3 separate regions of the Sus scrofa genome follow, and all the other regions are linked to region 3. The links are chromatin contacts, called in public HiChIP or PLAC-seq maps. All regions are on one chromosome and are shown on one strand. The core of a region is the stretch at or near the end of the contact, and the rest is flanking DNA. Distances in the headings are between cores, read along the strand shown. Region 1 overlaps DNAJB12 (dnaJ homolog subfamily B member 12). Region 2 has its middle 32 kb from the start of DDIT4. Region 3 overlaps ASCC1 (activating signal cointegrator 1 complex subunit 1).

Region 1 (4,806 bases), core at 446-2,945, 170 kb after region 3:
CCCCCCACTGCCCTCCCTGCTCCTGCATGGCCACCCATACAGGCTACAGGGCAGAGCCCAGCACGAGGAAGGGTTCAGAGGCTCTTGCCAAATGCCTAACAGAGGGGACAGGGGACTGCCAGGATTCAGGAGACACAGGCTCTCTCACTCATTCATTCTTAGTAAGGTTCTTTCTCCGCCCAAGGCCACTGGTTGTGACTGGCAAGATGACAACTATAGATTGGGGCCCTGGCGTGTGAACTGTTCCCTGAATGCGGTCACTCTGGACTTTCCCAGCTCCAGGACTTTGTCCACACTGTCCCCTGCAGCAGAGTGTCCACCCCACCTGGAGCCCTGTCCCAACTCCCTCCTCCTTCACAGGTGACCGTTTCTTTACCTCCAGCCAGAGCTGCTGGCACCTGCCATGCTCCAGGGTTTGTTTTTCTCACAGTCCTCTGCCCACCGGGGTCTGCTGATCACCGGCTCCTTCACACCCGTAGTTCCTATCGGGCAGGCCGAGTCTCAGTCGTAGTTGTGGTTTCGGTGGGGACTTCACACCCAGTCTGTGCTCAGTCAATCTTCCTTGACTGAGGATGAATAACAATACTTAAAACAGAGCTTTCTATGTACCAGGCTGGTTTTTTAAAGTGTGTATATGTGATCACTTTTACTTCTCACAGTGACCCAATGAGGTAGGTGGTTTTATTACTCACATGAAGATGAGGCCATAGAGGGAGAGGGAGGTTGAGTGACACACACAAGGCTACCCAGTCAGTACATGGATCAACCCAGGCAAGCCAGGCTGTGGGGTCTACACCCACACCCAACGGATCCACTGTGCTGCCTTTCAGAGGTGACACCAGCCCTGGGAATGTGCCCCACAAGCCAGGTGGACACCTTTGTCACCACCAGGAGGCAGGGGGTATGGCTCACAAGGGCAGCCCACACACACCCAGCTCCTCAGATTAAATCCTGTTTTCCTTAGGGCCTTTCCCACCATTCTGAACTCAGGGTTCCTGCCACTCCTCTTGGTACGAGTGGATTTGATCCCCTCAAGGACAGTGAATTCGGGTTCAGCAAATGTTTTCAAAATGATGGTTCTGCTCCACAGACCCCAAAGACATGCACAGTTTTATGGAGAGCCTTGGGCATCACGTTCCCTACCCTAGGGCTTAGTTTCCTACTCTGGCAAATGGGCTGACTCACTCAAATCACATGGTGTGACATTTGGTAAGGATTCTGAGTTCCTCAAGAGCCAACACTGTTGTCAACCGCCTATTTAGCTGAGTCTGTCTGTGTGCCTTCCCTCAAAGGCCAGGAGACTCTGCCCCAGGAGACTCTGCCCGGTGGGGAGGGCTGGGGTGTGTGCTCCTTGTCCTTGGGAGACCTGGCGGCAGCCTGGGACCAAAAGATAAGCTGACTGATCCCAGGAGCTTGGATGGACGAGAGCCTTGTTTGCCACCTGACAGTGGGTGGGGACACTTGTCAAAGGCTCTTTTTTACAGCAAACAGTTGGAAGGAGTCTCTCCCACCCCTCTGGCTCTCAGAGCCACACACGAGGGCAGGGAGTTGGGGTGGGTAAACAGGGGCGGCTGGCAACGCCCCTGCTAACTGCAGCCAACAAGTGGCAGCTCGCAGAGCGGGCCGGGCAGGCTGCGGTGACCCTGGTGGGGGCAGCCAATGAGCTCCCGGGCTGCAGTGGCACCACCGGGCAGCCTGCCTGTCTTTGGCTGGAGCAGCCGCAGGAGGGGCCTCGGGCCACCAGTCAGGGCTGCCGGGCTCTGTCTCTGGGAGGCCCGGGCAGATCTGCTGCTCCATTCACAGAAAGCCTTACCGGGGCTGCCACATTTTTAACTTTTCCAATCTTCTGGGGGAGGAGGGCGGGCTGTGGAGCCAGTGTGGGAAGGATGGCTGGGAAGGTAGTGCAACCACAGATGGAAACTTGGGAGAACTTTTCCCTCGATCTGGATCCAGGGTGGGGGAAGGGAGGTTCTGAATGTTTGCCTCACAGCAGGCCCAAGGGAATGAAGGGAGGGAGCTGGACGAGGGGGAGGCAGAGGCTGTGATCATGGCCCAGGTTGCCCACCCTGGACCGGTATCAGGAACCTCAGGGTCCTGGCCCAATTGAGCCTCTTACCCTTACCTGGAGGGGTACACTTGTGACTGAAGTGGCTGTCACCTGGGGCCGGGCCAGCGGTGGGGAGTCGGGGGGGGGGGACGGGACCCTTAGGCTTGCCACCAAAAACTCCCTGTGGTCTGGGCTGTACCGTGTCAGCAGCAACAGGTGCTTGTGCCCGCCCCCAGCTCATCCCCCTTGCCCAACACAGACCCACCAAGGCCAGCCAATCACGTAATAAACATATATTTATAGATATACAATTTCAGAATTCTAATTCAAGAAATACAGCTTCTCAGGGGATCCATTAGGATCTACGTTCTTATTGCACATGGCTCAGCCCATCTAGGGACATCTACTGAGACCAGGTGGTCGGGGTGGTGGGCGCAGAGCACCGGGGCCACTGTGGGCAGGGCGCTCTCACCCACATCCAGTTCTGAGCATCTCTCTGGACTGGGGTGGCTGCTTCGTCACAGGGCAAGACCTTGTAAAAACCATGTTTGACATTTCTTAACCAAGCTTCCTTTCCCAGCAAGAATCCTATGTTGGGGACTTTTAAAAAAAGAGCTGAGAGAAGCTCTGGGAGGGTGGTTATCCCCTCCTGGCTGGCAGCTTGGGGTAGTAAGGCTTCGGAGGATGGCAGGCTCAGTGACACACTCACCGCCAGAGGAAAATTTGGGGAAAAAAAGGTAATTCCAAAAGGCCCAGTATAAACTGTGGGAATAAATAAAACCTCCCTCCCTTCCCCCTGGCAGCAACTGCTGTTTTGAGAAAAATCCTCATTTGACGGTGAAAGTAAGAAAATGGTTCAGGTGCATCCTTTGTCCAATGTGCAAGAGAAGGCCGGGTGGCGTCATGTCCATGGAGGGTAGAGACAGAGATGTCCATGGTCATGGACTTTTTTCAGGAGTTGGCTGCTGCCCCAGCGTCCTGGGCACCACCTGATTGAATCTTGGAGAAAAAGCCATCTAAAGTCCTTGCTCCACGACTTAGGAAAAATCAGTAGCAACAATGGGGCTGTGCCCTGGGGCACCTATAAGGCCAAACTGATTTAGGAACTAAAGGGGGCTGGTGGTCAGGCAGAACCTGGTCCCCCGCCAACCCTGCTGTTCTCTGTGGCTAGGGGTCAGAGGGCTCCTGGGCACCAGGCAAAGCGCCCACCTGAGCTGGCCAGAGCTTGGCGGGGTGGGGTGTAGGGGGGTGGTCTCATCCCTACAGGCCGTTTGGGGCCTCCACTGTGACTCCATACTAACCTGGCGCCTGGCCTTAGGAGGAATTTCTCCCCCTGCAGCCTGCTCCACACCCTGCCCCCGCCCCCAGCTTAACCATAAACCTGGCAACCTTCCAAGTTTTCCACAGATTTATACTGTCATGATTGCTGCTGCCATCAAAACCAGGCTGGGGTTGAGGGGACTGTTAAAAGCTAGGACCCGACTTTCCTTATGCTGTCAGCTATGGCTAATGTCTAGCCTTTGAAGGACCAGGCTACCTTCCCCAAGCTGTTTTCTAAAACAGGGAAGAAATTAACTGAACAACTTAACCAAATCCCTGCATAGTTTAAAAAGTAGGCTATATATATATATATCTCTTTATATATGCTATTTACATATAAATAGATATATACATATACACGCATCTATAAATTACATTCTATGGAGAGTTCGCTTTCATCTTCCTCTTTCTCCTTGGCCAACACCTCTGATTGCTTCCACTGAGGTGACTGGTGGTGGCTTCAGGGAGGGGGAAGAAAGGCAGCTGGGTGCCCCTTCCCCCAGCCCTTCCCATAGACATTTGCTGCAAGTTTTACATTCTACTTTCGTTGCCATGGTTTCTGTATCCTAGGAGAGAGCCGATGTGGAGCCTGAGCCTTTGCCATCCTTGGGAGGAAGGGAAGCAGCCCCGTGGCAGGTTTTCCTGTCTGTTCTAAGAGCTTTCTGCATTTACTGGGTGAGAGAGAGGGCAGTTGTGTGGCATTCGGCCTCCAATTCCATTTTAATTTTTTTTCTTGTTATGTCTTTCCTTAAACATACAGTCCATCACCTTGGCTCAGTGCACGTCACCAAAAATTCTCCAGGGATTTCATAGTCTGGGGAGGAGAGTGGTAACAGTTAGCTTGGCAGCATGTGCCCCGGAGTCTCTAACTCAGCCCACACTAACAGCCAGCTCCTTGGCCCTGTCCTGCCCATCTCAGCCCCGCCCCCACCGCCCCCTGCAGTCTCTTTTCCTCCCAGAGGCACTAGCCAGAAAGGCCTCAAAGTAGAGTCTGTAGCTGGACCGCCCCTGAGGGAACACAGACAGAGGAGGGGGTGGGCAGGGAACCAACACAAAAAAGAACCTTCACCGGCTCTGCCCACACTCTTCTGGGCTTAGTCCAAGCTGTCCCCTTTGGCAAATGCTGGGAACAGAGCCTGCTACCCACACACAAGCGTAAAGAAGCAGGAAGCCTGCTACCAGCACCTTTCATTTTTTCCCCACCCCTTCTGTGCTGAGGGCTCTCTGCTCAGCTCTGAACTCATGACCTTCTGTTTCCTTCCTCAGACCTCAGGTGAGACACCTGGGTGGGCCGGATGCCTGTGGCTTCCAGGCTTCCAGGTGCAGTGGCATTCAAAAGCACCTCTGATCCCACTAGACAAGGAGCAGCCTGGGGGTGTGCCCCCCCCCCTCGGCCTGCTGCCTGGCTGCCCCCCCTCTGGTTCCATTTCTTCTTGCCT
Region 2 (4,586 bases), core at 546-3,045, 150 kb after region 3:
TCTGACATTGTGGTGAGCTGTGGTGTAGGTCACAGACCTGGCTCAGATCCCCTGTTGCTATGGCTGTGGTGTAGGCCGGCAGCTGTACCTCTGATTCGACCCCTAGCCTGGGAACCTCCATATGTCGAGGGTAAAGCTCTAAAAAGAAAAAAAAGAAAAAAAAAAAAAAAAGAAGGAAGGGAACACGGAGGCAGCCAGCCACTGTGTGCAGTGGTAAGGTTAGTCCTGTTAAAAAATTAAAGGCAAGGAGTTCCCTGGTGGCTTAGTAGATTAAGGACATGGCATTGTCACTGCTGTGGCACAGGTTTGATCCCTGACCCTGGTGATTTCCACATGCCACAGGTGTGGCCAAAAAAAAAAAAAAATAGTTAAAGCCAAGAATAACTTCATCTGTATGTAGGAAGGAAAGCAGGTCTGTCTCTTCACAGGGCTGCAAGAGGAGAATGCAGGGGCATGGTTTTGCTGAACTTCTGCAAGAGATCAGTCTGAGACAAGGAGAGCAATGTGTCTGTGATTAACCAGCAGGAGCCTCAGCCTAAGGTGTTTCTCTCCTGCCCTGGTCTTTGAGGTGACTGGGTGCTGCGAGCTCTGGGGTACAGGAAGCACACGTTAAACAACCCTGGGGAATAACAAGCCCTTGACGGGAGGGCGGCCAGCAGAACAGGGAAGAGTATCGCCAGCCTCCTCCACCAGCTCGGCCAGGCCAAGACTTCCTTCCTCCAACCCCACAGAGGGCGGGGCGGGGGGGCACCTCTAGCTCCCAAACAAGGATTTCAGAGGGTGGTTTGGAGGCTTTCAATCAAGAAACTACAGACACTGATTTAGCAGATTCTGTGTGTTGGCTTCAGAAGATCCCTGAACTCAAGGAGCTAAAACTAATTTGGCAGGGCCACCACTCCCGCCATGCGCCATCCCCCCCCCAATCCCCCAGCTTCCAGATCAGAAGCACTGGCTCTGGTGACCTCACTTGGCTTTATCACACTTGGCTTTATTCATGCTGTTCCCCTCTGTGTGCCCCAGCGGAGCCACAAGATCCTTGAGGGCAGTTACAAAGTCTTCAAGGGTCTTCACCCACACCTGCCCCCCTCCATTTCTGCCTCATTCAGTGCCCGCACTGAGCAGATGATCAGGCGACATGCACATGGTGTGGCCTGCGTGAAGGGCCCTGGCAATGAGAGCAGCTGAGGGAGGCCGTTTTAAGGTAGTGGGGTGGGGAGTGTGGAAGGCATCCAGGAGGCGGTGAATCTAAGGTCCTGAGGCAACATGGCAGCCCAGGAATGGAGAGGGAGCCTTGGGAGGGGGCATTCTGATGGGAGCAGTGGGCTGGGGGCCCGACCCCGGGGTATCTCTCATGTGACAACTCCCAGGTTGGGGTGCCCTTGCTTGCAGGCTCACACCTATGCCTGCCAAGAGGCGAGGGTGAGATGCAGGGGCTCCTGTTACAGTCGTGACCTGGGATGGTCTCGGGGGTGCCACCTCTTCCAAGAAGCTGACTTTTGAAGACTCTGCCCGGCCACGGACATCACGATGCGTTTGCACTGGCCTCAGCTGTTGATTAAACCTCCGTCCGTGCAACTAGCACTCCAGGAAGAACACTCTCTTCCTCACAGCGTGTCCCTGCTCCTGTTTTTCACGTTTATGGGCATCAGGTGATTTGAAGAGGGATCCACACCCAGAGGAGCGCACCCAGTGAGGTCAGCTGAGAAAACAACTGCCTCCGCTCTGTTTTCCCTCGTTATTCTGGGAGCTGCAGGCTTGGGCCTCCGGTCACCCCTGGGCTTGTCCCCGCCCCCCAGTGCTTCTCTTCTGTCCCCGCTCCAGCCTCAAGCCTGCCCAAACTGTTGTTTATCAACACAGACCAGAACATTCCGCTGCCAGCAGAAACACACATGGCGATGGCACTGCCATCCCACACCCTGTCGTCAACACACTCCCACGCACTGTTTGCCGCTGTCAAAGCTGTGCTCACACACACATTCTGCGCCCCTCCCCCCCCCGCCAACACAGCTGTTCCCCACTGCTTGGAACCCAGCCCTCCACCTTGCACACATTCTCTGTGGGTTTTTCTCACGCGTGCTCACGGCGGAGGCTTACACTTGTGGTTCAGGCCAGCACACACTCTGCCCTGTGATCGGATCTGTCTGTTTCACCACCTGTGACTGTGTGACCTTAGGCAATGGACTTAACCTCTCTGGACATCAGAGGCCTCATCTGTAGAATAGGGATCACAGTTACTGTATGCGGCTTTTCCCGTGGGCTCAGGGGGCGGATGAGAGAGCAGGCATGCAGTAAGAGCTCAGTCAATGGGAGCTCTGATGGTGGGATGACGAATGTTGTGGATCCTTTCTGGAATCTGGCTGTTGGTTTTCCTTTCCCATGCCCAGCAGTTGGCCTCACCTCATGTTCACACCTTCCGGGCTGTGTGACCTGTCGGCTTCTCAGGTCCTCACTGGTGAAATGGCTTTAACAGCTGCCCGGCCAGGCCCAGAGGCCGGCTGTGAGGGGCACAGGGAGAGGTTACCATTGTGCTTGGGAAGCTCTTCAATTGGCCACAGCTGCAGGGCGTTGTAGAAGGAAAGGATTTGAATGGGGCAACAGCCAAACTAAGGCATTTTCAGCTGCTTTCCATCTTCCCTCAGCTCCTCCGTTGATCCTGAAACTGGACTCAGAGTTTCCATTTCAGCTCTGCTGGGGGCTGAAGGCTTTGCAGAGGCCACGTGGCCCCAAAGCTGTACCTGGGGCTTCGGGCCGCCCGCACCCCCACCCTCCCCCATCACCTTCCATCAGGCACAGCTGCTCGTCCCAGCAGGACCTGCCGTGCTGAACCCTCCCTCCGGCTCACGGATCTTATGTTCTCTCACTTCCCCCCAGAGGCTAAGGGTCCCTGGCCCTCTCCTCATGCTCCCTTCCATCCCTCATGCTCCCTTCCACCCTGTCATCTTCTCTAGGACACATTTTTTTTTTTTTTTTTTTTTTGTCTTTTTGCCTTTAGTAAGGGCTGCTTCTGCGGCATATGGAGGTTCCCAGGCCAGGGATCGAATCGGAGCTGTAGCCGCCAAGCCTATGCCACAGTCACAGCAACGCCAGATCAGAGCTGCGTCTTCGACTTACATCACGGCTCACAGCAACGCTGGATCCTTAACCCACTGAGCAAGGCCAGGGATCAAACCGGCAACCTCATGGTTCTTAGATTCGTTAACCACTGAGCCATGATGGGAACTCCCCCACTTTCTTTCTATTTTCTATCTCCAGGACCCTTTTTCTCTTCAAGCATCTTTCCTTCTCCTTGGACCTTTCTATTCTGGGAAACAGAGAGATGCATGCAGAGGGATAGAAGACAAATGTGACTTGAGAATGGAGGCAATTCTGGGATGAGCAGGTGGGGGTGTGTCACAGAGAAGCAGGCTCCCAGGTGAGTGGAGTCTTAAGTCAGGCCCTGAGGGTGAGCTGGACTTGTCCCCACACTGTAGCAGTACCTTTCTGCCCCTTGAAAGAAAAAGGTGGAATTGCTGGAGGGCAGATCCTGGCCTGGTCTATGCTCAGAAACTGTGGTTTCTCCCTTCCCCTCTGGAGGCTTTCAAGCTCAGGACACCACCGAGAGGCCAATGGCAACCTGCTGGCTCAGGGAAACCAAGGTAACCAGGCCGCCTCTACCTTTCGGGGCACCAGGTGAGAGCACACGTGGAAACTCACAAACCACATGTCTGGATAGTCAATATTTATAAATGAAGCTAATAAGTTGTCAAATAAAATGTTTTATTTCCCTGCCTCCAGAATGACCTGGAAAGTCAACTTTTTTTTTTTGCTTTTTAGAGCTGCATCTGCGGCATATGAAGTTTCCCAGGCTAGGGGTCAAATTGGACATATAGCTGCTGGCCTACACCACAGCCACAGCAATGCCAGATCCGAGCCGCATCTGCAACCTACACCACAGCTCACGGCAACACCAGATCCTTAACCCACTGAGCAAGGCCAGGGATCAAACCTGCGTCCTCAGGATGCTAGTCAGATTCATTAACCACTGAGCCATGACAGGAACTCCAGAAAGTCAACTTTGAATTTAGAATTTTGGATTCATCAGAGTCCCTCCCCAGAACACAGGGACGAGAGAGAGGTGGGTTGGTGGGTGACGACACGTGCAATAGGGACTCTCAGGCAGTTGGTCATTTGGCACAAACACAAACTAGGCTTCTTTTAATCTTCTTCTAGGCCGGCATGACCAAAAGACCTAGAAGGCAGTATGCAGAGTGGTTAAGACCTTCATTCAAATCCCAGAGCTGCCCAAATGGAGCACTTACTCTTTTTGAGGCTCAATTTCCCCATCAGTAAAATGGGACTGATGATACCTCCCTGATAAAGTCGTTGTGGTTATTCAAAGAGATAATCCTCATCAAGCCTTTAGCATGGTCCTAGAACATAAAAATTGCTCAAGAAGTCATGAGCTATTATTGCTATTACAATTTCTCCACACATGGGCAATGATAGCATCAGAGCAGGAAGTCACTGTGCTGTGGCTTCACTGCACACGTGATGAAACGGGTCACTCAGCTAAGGAGAAGCAGATATGGAACTAGGTCTCCCAACTT
Region 3 (4,478 bases), core at 1,584-4,083:
TCCATTGAACTCTTAAGTTCAGTTACCGCATTTTACAGTTCTAGCATTTCTACTTGGTTCTTTTTCAAAAATGCTATAATGACTTTCTCTTTGCAAAGGCTTCCAATCATCTGACTTTAAAAAGTTGTTTTTAGCCTAAGTCTGATAATTCTGATATTTCATGTCTTTAAGCATTCTGGATGTCTGCTTGCTTATGGTGAATGGTTTCCTCATATGCCTAGTTATCTTTGTGTACTGGTCATTTGGGGGGCAAAAGTTCCTAGGAAGAATACTTTTAGGCAGAGGGTGATGGTATTTTCTTCCAGAGACGATTTTTATTTGCTACTGCCAAGTGCCTGGGAATACTATAATCCAGAGACTCTTTCACTAAAGTTCAAGACTCTAAAGTCTTATTTTCTCCTTTTACAACCCTAATAGTTAATTTTTACACTGCCTGAGGATCCTCTTTATCATATTTTTCCCCTCATATTTTCTATTTCTCCACCTTGCGAGATTTCCTTGACTTTATCCTCCAACCCTTAAATGAATACATGTATGTGAGTGTATCTGTTATTTCTATGAACTCTCTTCTCATACAGACCTTTTCTACAACATTTCATTTTTATGTTCCAAGTGAAATTCTTCAGAAAGTTGTACATCTGCTTCTCTAACAAGCTGCCTATTTTACGTGATTGTTGAGACTGATGTGATTATTTCCAATATTATGGATAAAAGCTATTACAAAATATTAGTATGTCCAAGTGAACAGAATTTAATAAGTGTCAACAGGATTTAAGCATAAATAGCTTAAAGAGAAAGTGACATCTGCTTAGTGGTTATGCTTAAATAAAATTAAAATTTCAAGACACAGAAATATCATGAAGTAAAGATGACACTATGGCTACAGTGGTAATGAGAGATAACTTTTTTTTTTTGCTTTTTAGGGCCTCACCCGTGGCATATGAAGGTTCCCAGGCTAGGGGTCTAATTGGAGCTGTGGCCACTGGTCTACCCCAAAGCCACAGCAATGTGGGATCGAGCCACATCTGTGACCTACACCACAGCTCACGGCACCACTGTATCCTTAACCCACTGAGTGAGGCCAGGGATGGAACCTGCATCCTCATGGATCTTGGTCAGACTCGTTAACTGCTGAGCCACAATGGGTACTCTTTTTTTTTTTTTTTTTTTTTTAGATAAACTTTATTCTACATTCAATTTGCTGTTATTTATACTGACATAACAATTTAATGGAACATTTAGTGATAGATTTTTCAAGGAAGGCTTTCTGAAAAAGCTGAGTTTTGGGGAAAAAAAATTCTAAGAAGAGCCAAGTGACTAAGAAGTAATTTTCAAAAACAGTATGTAATACAGTACAGAATTGAATTGGATAATAAAAACCACAATACTTTTGCTTCCTTAGAAATCATATACCTTTTTTTTTTTTTTTTATGTACCTGTAGCACATGGAAGTTCCCAGGCTAGGGGTCGAATCGGAGCTGCAGCTGCCGGCCTACACCACAGCCACAGCAACACTGGACCAAGCTGCATCTGTGACCTATACCGCAGCTTGCAGCAACGTCACATCCTTGAACATGGCCAGGGATCAAACCTGAATCCTCATGGATACTAGTTAGGTTCTTAACATGCTGAGCTACAAGAGGAACGCCAAGAAATAATATATTTTCCAAATGTTAATCTTCCTTTATAGTCATTAATATCTTTAAAAACAATTACTACCTAGTTCTCAAACTCATCTCTCTTCCTTTGAAAAAAAAAAAAGTAAATTCATCTTTTCAGTATTCTTTTAATACTGTGAAACAAAGAAATCACTGAAAACAAGCTAAGAGTGTTTAAGAACTTAATTTTGCCTTTGTTACCTTAGGACAAACAGACCAAAGAGTTCGCCAGGGAGACATATGAGGTACAGCCTGCTTTCTGACCTTGGTGCTAGTTACACTGTTCACTTTATGATTATTTGTTAAATAAAACATACATGTTTTATGCACTTTTACCGAAGAAAATAAATAGTATGTATTTTTAAACAGCTTCCTTTACAGAAACTTCTGAAAAAAGCAAAGTAAATAAAGCTCTCATTTAAATGTACTCATTCTAACTGTCCTTTTAAAGGGACAAAGATGGAACAAAAGCAAAAATGAATGAAATAGTTGAGTTACTCTCATTTACATCTTTCAAGAGAAATTTCAATGTAGCTAGACAGATTTAAAACATATTTTCAAGTAAAGTACTATTAAATATTAATATTGTTAAATATTTCCAAATGCCTCTTTTTCTAAATTTAAATATTCTTATATGTAAAATGGAAAAGGCGCAAATTCATCTCCTTTTCACTTGGTTTATGTGTTCCAGGATTTTAAGTACCTAAAGAAATTGCACTTTCACAGTGTCCTTTGATACGGGACCTATAGTACTTTCTATTCCTTTCCAAATACATTACTGTGCTTTTATTTGTACCAAATCCTCTCCTCTGGAGAGTGCAGTTAGAGCTCTAAAGTCTCCTCTCTACTTTGCAGTTAGAAGCTATGCTTTTAAACAGTTAATACTATACCCCTAGTTCAATCTGCTGAGAGCACAGTCTTGGAATACTGATTCAATCGTATAAGGCCATTTCATAAGGCCTCCCAAACAGACTGCCATTAAGACTACTTCTCTCTCCAGAAGTTGGCAGTTAATGACTTTTTCACTTCTGTCTAGTGAGGGAGCAGTTATTTCCTGGCAGTATATCTTTAGGTCAGCATGATTTCTCCATTTACAAGTTTATCACTGCGTTACAGATAAACAGATCCTATCTTTGTTCCTATCTCTTAGATAGGAAATGGAAACTTTTAGACAGGACACTGTCCTATTAATTTGGTCTAGATCTTGTTCACTCACACATCCTTCTTTCAGAGCTATCTGTCATTCTCTCATAAAAAACTACCATAACTAAATGTATTCCTTTTCTGGTTTGAAAAACACAAGGGGATTGTTCTTCAGCTGTCAGTTCTTATTTCAAAGTCCTTCTTAAGGTAAGAAAATTCTTTTTTTAACTAAGAATAACCAGATACTATAGTCTATTGTAGCTGCAACAACTCTCAAAAGAGCTGTACAAAAGAAAAATGTGGCTTCTACCTCCAAAAGTCATTGGAAATTTTTTTTTCTTATTAAGGCATCCAGAACACATAATATCACATGGAGCCAAAAGGACTAATTCTCTTCATGGAGCAGAATAGCAATTGGCTGTTACTCATTAAATTCTTACAGCAGTGAGCAATGACTTGCATTCTCGTTTTGTTTCTCTTTGAATAGCAGATGAAGTTGATTTTTTTCCAAGGCTGCTTCCCATCACCAGCATTCCTGATCCTTGACCTATGCAGCTATTAATATGCTATACACATATGCTTGGGCTCCTTAACAACCAAGGTTAACCTTTCTGTTTACTCCAAGTCAGTTCCTGTCTTGTTAGTGAAAATATGTATTTTTTTCCTTTCTAAACATAATAATTATATCTGCTACCAAAACTATATGTATAAAATCCATCGGTTTTTCTGAATCTTTTTTTTTTTTTTTTTTACAAAGGTTTCAGGGGCCATAGGTTCTCATATTCTAATTAAGAAAGACTTGTCCATCTGTGGTAATTCCAAAAGTTGGGCTGCTATACCTACTTCATAAATATAGTTATCACTTCATGTATGTTTAGGGGGCTAGTTAATGGATACCTCATTTTATCTTTATTCTCAAAGAAAAGTTAATTCCCTTGATTGAATATAAGTGAAAGATTATCTCTAATTCTATAATGATTAAAAAGTAATATATTGGAAATTCTAAAGATGCTTTGTTACAACTACCTGTGTTCAAAGGTACTTCCCCTCCATCTCATAATTTGCCTCCATCATTTTATACTGCAATGGTCTCTGTAACTCTCAAAGACAGGAAACTCCTAGAAGGTAGGGACTGTATCATGATGAGTTTTATCTGAAGGACACATGGTCTGAAAGACGGTATACAGTCCGTAAGTATTTCTGTTGGTGTTAGTATTATTATATTTAACTCAAAAGTCTAATTCTTTTTTTTTTTTTTTTTTTTGTCTTCTTTTTTAGGGCTAAACCCTCAGCATATGGACATTCTTAGGCTAGGGGTCAAATTGGAGCTGTAGCTGCCAGCCTACACCACAGCCACGGCAACGCCAGATCCTTAACTCACTGAGCAAGGCCAGAGATCGAACCTGTATCAGTCCTCGTGGATACTAATCAGATTTGTTTCTGCTGAGCCACCAAGGGAACTCCTCAAAGGCCTAATTCTTAATTAGCCAGTTTTAGACTAAATGGCACATCCATTTCTCCAACATTTATGTCTAGTCAGATATTATTACAGTTCAAACAGGCCCAATTTCAAGTATCTACTGATCTCCACCTGAACACTGAGCATCTTTATGGGAGACAGTAGAAGCAACGCTAATTTGTGACTTTTGAATCTTTTTGTTCTGATCAGACTCTGCT

What was found. HiChIP or PLAC-seq counts read pairs in DNA pulled down with a chosen protein or histone mark.
Region 1: a contact with region 3 is called in an H3K27ac HiChIP or PLAC-seq map of skeletal muscle. The contact joins two enhancer-like sites. A contact is called at or near these places in 1 of 5 promoter capture datasets (liver), 23 of 47 Hi-C or Micro-C datasets (adipose tissue, alveolar macrophages, blood and 14 more) and 2 of 2 datasets of contacts at active chromatin or transcription factors (alveolar macrophages and skeletal muscle).
Region 2: an H3K27ac HiChIP or PLAC-seq map of skeletal muscle shows a contact between it and region 3. The contact joins two enhancer-like sites. A contact is called at or near these places in 1 of 47 Hi-C or Micro-C datasets (embryonic fibroblasts) and 2 of 2 datasets of contacts at active chromatin or transcription factors (alveolar macrophages and skeletal muscle).

Annotation. Positions count from the first base shown.
Region 1 is chr14:75,166,751-75,171,556 of Sscrofa11.1, forward strand. DNAJB12 (dnaJ homolog subfamily B member 12) reads right to left here. Exons shown (of 9, transcript XM_013983329.1): 9 at 2,326-4,181. The coding sequence ends at 4,132. Among named protein-coding and RNA genes, the nearest start is that of DNAJB12, 21 kb to the right of the region's middle. Within about 2 kb of position 1,696, at least 73 of the 83 cell types and tissues checked have an H3K27ac peak or open chromatin away from gene starts, as enhancers often do. A contact at or near this core is called in adipose tissue, embryonic fibroblasts, fetal skeletal muscle and 2 more, where this site is marked.
Region 2 is chr14:75,147,521-75,152,106 of Sscrofa11.1, forward strand. No RefSeq gene overlaps it. Among named protein-coding and RNA genes, the nearest start is that of DDIT4, 32 kb to the left of the region's middle. Within about 2 kb of position 1,796, at least 18 of the 83 cell types and tissues checked have an H3K27ac peak or open chromatin away from gene starts, as enhancers often do. A contact at or near this core is called in skeletal muscle, where this site is marked.
Region 3 is chr14:74,995,183-74,999,660 of Sscrofa11.1, forward strand. All of the region lies in intron 9 of ASCC1 (activating signal cointegrator 1 complex subunit 1), which reads right to left. Among named protein-coding and RNA genes, the nearest start is that of SPOCK2, 29 kb to the left of the region's middle. Within about 2 kb of position 2,834, at least 21 of the 83 cell types and tissues checked have an H3K27ac peak or open chromatin away from gene starts, as enhancers often do. A contact at or near this core is called in adipose tissue, embryonic fibroblasts, fetal skeletal muscle and 2 more, where this site is marked.